Linked DNA regions of Gossypium hirsutum: region 1 is linked to region 2. Evidence: chromatin contacts called from public Hi-C data. All regions are on one chromosome and are shown on one strand. Each heading gives the region's core, a stretch centred on a gene start, on an enhancer-like site or on the middle of the called end of the contact. The rest is flanking DNA. Distances are from core to core; before and after follow the strand shown. Region 1 holds the start of LOC107955915 (receptor-like protein kinase FERONIA). Region 2 holds the start of LOC107887344 (glutathione S-transferase DHAR3, chloroplastic).

Region 1 (3,057 bases), core at 276-2,775, 280 kb before region 2:
TTATTTGAAAACCAATGTCAAATATTTATTTATTTTACTAAGTCATTTTGGTTTCGCTTTGGGTTGTTTTCTTAATTCCTCGTAGTCTAGACTACTATCTTTTTCTTTCAAAGTCATCCTTTTTATTGTTACTTGATGGACTTACAATAGCAGACTATTCTTTCCATTAGTTACCCAAATAAGACGTATGGGACATGAATAGGTCTAGTACAAGATTGAAGCTTAAATTGGTGCAATGAGCCAATGACCAAAGAAGGCAGTTTCCGTCTTTATTAGAAGACTTAAGCAAGTATCACGGTTTATTAGAATTTGATGAATTTTCTTGGCCTCTCCAGCCCTCTATAATTGCTTATAAATTAGGTTTTTCCTACAACATTCAATTAGTTATCCAAAAAGAAATCAATTGAGTCCCATGCAATGCTCACTTTTATTGTCTGCCTGTTGGTTCTCCATACTATAGCCATGGGTGACGAATCAGCAGCCTATACACCAACTGATTATATTCTCCTCAACTGTGGTGCATCTTCATCATCAGATTCTGTATCGGAAGAAGGCCGGAAATGGATCACCGATGAAGGATCCAAATTTTCCATCTTTTCCAAGAACACTTCATTTGCATCCACAGCCTCTAGGCAAGACCAGTCTATTACTCGAACTCCTTACATGACTGCTAGAGTTTTTCATGAGACATTTACTTATAGCTTTCCAGTATCACCTGGCCTTAAGTTTCTTCGTTTATATTTCTACCCGTTCCAATACTCTGGCTTTGATGGATCCACTTCTTTCTTCTATGTTACAGCCAACGATCACCTTCTCCTCCAAAATTTCATTGCTTATTTAACACTTTCTTCTGAGGATAACCAGGGAGCCTCGTTGATCAAGGAGTTTATGGTACCATGTTTCGAAACTGAGAAGCTGAATGTCACTTTTTGGCCGTCGCCCAACTCTTTGGCCTTTGTGAACGGTATTGAAGCTGTTTCCATGCCGAAGAACTTGTATGTAAAACACCAAGATAACTCTATATCTTTCGTAAATAGTAAGATTCCCTTTGACATCCCTGATGCTACTGCTTTTGAAACTGTTTATAGTCTAAACGTTGGCCAAGCAACCGCGGCTAACGTCAATGATACCGGAATGTTTCGAACGTGGCTTGACGATACACCTTATATCTTTGGAGGTGCACGGGGAATTACTCCTACTCGATCTAATGTTACAATCAAATACTCCAAAGACACCCCGGCATATACAGCTCCGGCTGTTGTCTACACCCAATCAAGAACAATGGGTAGGGATCCATATATCAATATGAATTACAATCTGACATGGAACTTCGATATTGATGGTGGCTTCAACTACCTCCTTAGGCTCCATTTCTGCGAGACTCTATTAGAATTTACAGAGGCAGGTCAACGAGTCTTTGACATTTTCATCAACAACCGTACGGCTCAAAAGGATGCCGATGTGATATATTGGAGTGGCGGTATAGCATTCCGGTGTATAAAGACTATGTTGTGTTGATTCCAAATGAAGGTCAAAATAAGCAAATTTTATGGCTAGCGTTAGACCCTGCTCGTTCGCAGTTTGTTGATGCAATACTACATGGTTTACAGATTTTTAGACTCAACAAATCCGACGGTAGTCTTGCTGTGCCAAATCCACAACCGAGTTCGAGTCATGCATCACGAAAACCAGGCAACAAGCAACCGAAGAAGGGCAAAGAGAATCTGCTTCCTATGAAGACTATCATTGGAGCTACCCCGGGATGCACAGCTACTGTATTGCTTTGCCTTCTACTTTCCATGATTTTCTGGCGAAAAAAACGTCATTCTTTTTCAATTCGAAAGTCGAAGGAAAGAAGAAAAGCTTCACCATTGCCAGACCAACTATGCCAGTGTTTTACATTAGCAGAAATCCAAGCAGTAACCAACGACTTTGACGATGCTTTCGTCATAGAGCGCGGCGGATTTGGTAACGTCTACAAGGGCTTCATCTCAAGAATCAAATCTGAAGTGGCAATCAAGCGATTGAACTCCTTGTCCCAACAAGGAGCACGAGAGTTTTGGATAGAAATCCAACTGCTTTCTCAGCTTCGATATGTGAATCTCGTGTCTCTAATCGGTTACTGCAACGATAACAACGAGATGATTCTTATCTACGAGTACATGGCAAATGGAACTCTCCGTGACCATCTCTACAACACGAAAAGGAATCCCCTGTCATGGAAACAGAGACTGAAAATTTGTATCGATGCAGCCCGTGGATTAGATTACCTACATTCAGGAGCAATTCATCGAATCATTCACCGGGACGTTAAGAGCACCAACATTTTGCTGGATGAGCAATATGTAGCTAAAATCTCTAATTTCGGCTTGTCTAAAATGAGTCCAATTAGCATGACAAATTTTCCACTTACAACAGTGGTAAAAGGTACTTTCGGCTACATGGACCCTGAATATTACAAGCGTGTACGATTGACTGAGAAGTCGGATGTCTATTCTTTCGGAGTGGTGCTATTCGAAGTGTTGTTTACTAGACTGGCAGTCGATTCAAAAGTAGAATATTCACAGATCAGTTTAGCTGATTGGGGTCGAAAATGTGTGGCGAATGAGAGTATTAATGAAAGCATCGATCCTTTTCTGAAAGGTAAAATTTCACCCAGCTGTTTAAGAACATTTTCCAATGTTGCAGAAAATTGTATTCATGAAAATGGTTGCGAAACGCGTTCCATGAATGATGTAGCAAATAGACTTGAGCTCGCTTTGCAAATGCAAGAAATTGAGGATGTTGAACAAAATTGTCAAGTTAGTGATGGAGCTCAGTCCCAAGTGAATCAAGATATCTAGTTTTAACAATTTATGTTACATGTTTTTTTTTTTTTGTTTATAAAGCATGTTTGCTTTACATAAACATATTTTCAATTAAGTTAATTACTTTGTATTCACTCAACTATTAGTAAATATTTTTTTTCATTCAATTATGAAAAGCTATAAAATAGTCATTTAACTATTTGACTTTTTCTTTTTTTAGTCACTAGTTTTTAAATTATTATCGGGAAGA
Region 2 (2,924 bases), core at 246-2,745:
GAAATTTATTGGTGGATATTTAAGTGCAATGCATGAAAGAGTGAAAAATCTTTTGTTTGAAACCCCCCCCCCCATAAAAAGAGCTCAACACTTATAATTGCACTACTTGTCTAACTTTACATAATTATGAATTTGGTATTAACTGACAATGATAAGTGTTATGCTCTCATTTTTGAATTTTTTTTTGAATATCTTAAAATAATAATGTTGGTTTTTTAGCTATTTCTAATAGAAAATTATCTAGTTACCAAGTTTCTAAACTCTTTAAGTAAATTGGAGGGTGTCATCTATTTCATAGCATATAATAAAAATATTAAAAAAAATAAATATATAAAAAATCGGGTCACTTGTTACATTTTCAACGCTACTTGTGGAGCTTAAAATCTCCTCATATTATACATAAAAATAATTTCCTTTTCTAGTGTCTAGCTAATACTTTTAAGATAATTATTTAGTAGATTGTCAGTAGACTTATAGCAAAATCTTAGTCTCCCTTGTGAAGTTCAAAAATCCTATTATCTATGTACTGAATAATTATCCATATTTTTTTATGTTTATAAATGCATATATAATTTTGTTTAATGTAAAAGATAGTATATATGTATATATAAAATAATCATTTACTTAAGATAAGCATTTATACACTTTAAAACAGGCAGTACAAAGATTTATTGATAGAGTGTTCACCTTTCTTTAAAAATATCCTAATTTTGATTAATCATTTCACCAAAAAAATTAATTTTAAAATATTTACTAAATTTAAATAAATATAAAAATTAGAATGCTTTACTTTTTAAAAAATAAATATAATAATATATATTTTGCCATTTAAGATATTTCTATACATTTAATTACAATATTTTGAAGCATCGAAATTTAGAGAATAATTTAAGATATAAGCTATAATTTGAGGATATTCAATGAAATAATTCATAAATAAAATGAAATGCAAATGACTAGAACTAAAGCTGTCCATGAACCGGACTGAGGCTTGAGCCTGGGACCAAAGTTTTTAGAACTGAACCGGTGATCGAATCAATTCCTCTAATTCGATTAAATAAGTTATCAAAAAAAAGTCTTCAAATGAAAATTTGATTCGGTTACTAGTTTAGCTGGCCCATACTAATTCCTGAACCAATTGTACTGATGTCTCTCTTCGAACCAATGTCTCGATCCAATTAGTCTGATCTTTTAAGTTCGGTTCTATTCATTAACCATGTCTAGAATCTCAAACGATCCAAATAACTAGTTTTACTATTAAAAAATAATAATTTTGTATTATTTAAACAGGAAAACAAATCAAATCGAAAAAGTCCGAAATTAAAAAAATCTAAACTCAAACCTAACCGAAAATAGGCTGAAATGACTGGGCCAGGCTAGCTGCCCGGCGCATCAACACCGAACAAACAAATATTGAAAAAAATGATAGGCTAGGAAAATGGGCCACATAGGCCTGTAATAGGCCCATATATAATTAGGCTTTTAAGACAGAATTGGTGTACACCTTTACGCTTTAAAAATTTTGCCACGTGTCAAAACACAAAAACAGTTAACAGTTTGAACCTCCTATCACAAACAGCCTCCCAAAAAAACATAAACGGAGATAACCAAAAAAAAAGAAAATCCGCACTTTCAAACACACACACACACACAAAAAAAAAAAAAAATGTCGACGGCAGTAGCATTGTCTTCCTCACTTAAACACAATTTAGCTTTGGGCATTCGATTCCCTCAGAACCCTTCCTTTTACCATCGAAATGGACCCAAAGTTTCAACTTTTAGAACCTTCACAGTTGCAATGGCGGCCATTAACACTACTCCTCTTGAAATCTGCGTTAAAGCTTCTGTTACCACTCCCAATAAGCTTGGCGACTGTAAAATCTCTTCCTTTCTTTCTATGATGTTGTTTCTTTGTTTGTTTACTGAGAAAATGTGAAACAAAACAAACAAAGAGAAAAGTTCAATTATATTGTTCTTTGTATGTTTTGAGAATTCACTAATCAACTATAATTCATAAGGATTGAAGCTTTCTGATTTTGTTTTCTAATAAAGCATGGGAAAGAAAATTAGGGTCCAAAAGAGGAAATTTTTATTCTTTAGAATTGGGAAATATGATATAATTTTGACTGTAAAATCCCTTTCTTTCTTTCTTTCTATGATGTTCTTGTTTGTTTACTGAAAAAATGTGAAACAAAGAAAGAAAGAAAAGTTCAGTTCTTTTTTTATTTATATGCTTTATATGTATTTAGTTTTAGCTTGATTGCAATTTTAAAATCCTGAGAATTCAATTAATCAAATTATATATAATTCATAAAGATTGAACATTTTTTATTGCTTTTCAAATTAAGAATGGGAAAGAAAATTAGGGTCGAAAGGAGGAAATTTTGATTTTTTAGAAAATTTGGGGTAAAAGTATCTTGGAGGCAGTCAGATTGTATTATGCCCTCTTAGGTAAAAAAAATTGGGGGTAAATTAGTCTTTCTATCAGTCATTTTTGTTGAAAATTTCAATAGAAATGCATGAAACCAGAAGGACAAGTATAAAATACAAAGATTAATTTGCCCCATTTTTTTAGTAGAGGTGGAATATTGCAATTCAACTCCTACTAAAAAGGATTTCATGGTATTTTTATCGAAATTTTGGGTTATGGTGGAATATTTATTTATTCATTTATTTGTGAAATGTGTGGTTCAGGCCCCTTTTGCCAAAGGGTATTGCTGACTATGGAAGAAAAGCATCTTCCTTATGAAATGAAGTTGGTAGATTTGTCAAACAAACCAGAATGGTAATATATATATATATGTATATCCATGGAACACTGTAGACAGTAATGTGCTATGTTCAATATTTTCGTTTTAACAATGGGTTGAATTCAGGTTCTTACGAATCAGCCCCGAAGGGAAGGTTCCGGTAGTGAAATTCGA

Evidence for each region. A called contact is a pair of places that touch in the nucleus more often than the background predicts.
Region 1: a contact with region 2 is called in a Hi-C map of leaf, with 1.5 times the contacts expected there. The contact joins the promoter of LOC107955915 here to the promoter of LOC107887344 in region 2. A contact is called at or near these places in 2 of 34 Hi-C or Micro-C datasets (both in leaf).

Annotation. Positions count from the first base shown.
Region 1 is chrA07:12,337,598-12,340,654 of Gossypium_hirsutum_v2.1, reverse strand. It overlaps LOC107955915 (receptor-like protein kinase FERONIA), which reads left to right and starts at 1,525. Exons shown (of 2, transcript XM_016891696.2): 1 at 1,525-1,530; 2 at 1,611-2,974. The coding sequence starts at 1,525. The coding sequence ends at 2,843. It overlaps LOC121232121 (probable receptor-like protein kinase At5g39030), which reads left to right and starts at 418. Exons shown (of 2, transcript XM_041117581.1): 1 at 418-995; 2 at 1,089-2,974. The coding sequence starts at 418. The coding sequence ends at 1,518.
Region 2 is chrA07:12,055,482-12,058,405 of Gossypium_hirsutum_v2.1, reverse strand. LOC107887344 (glutathione S-transferase DHAR3, chloroplastic) reads left to right here and starts at 1,495. Exons shown (of 6, transcript XM_016811545.2): 1 at 1,495-1,874; 2 at 2,695-2,785; 3 at 2,877-2,924. The coding sequence starts at 1,667.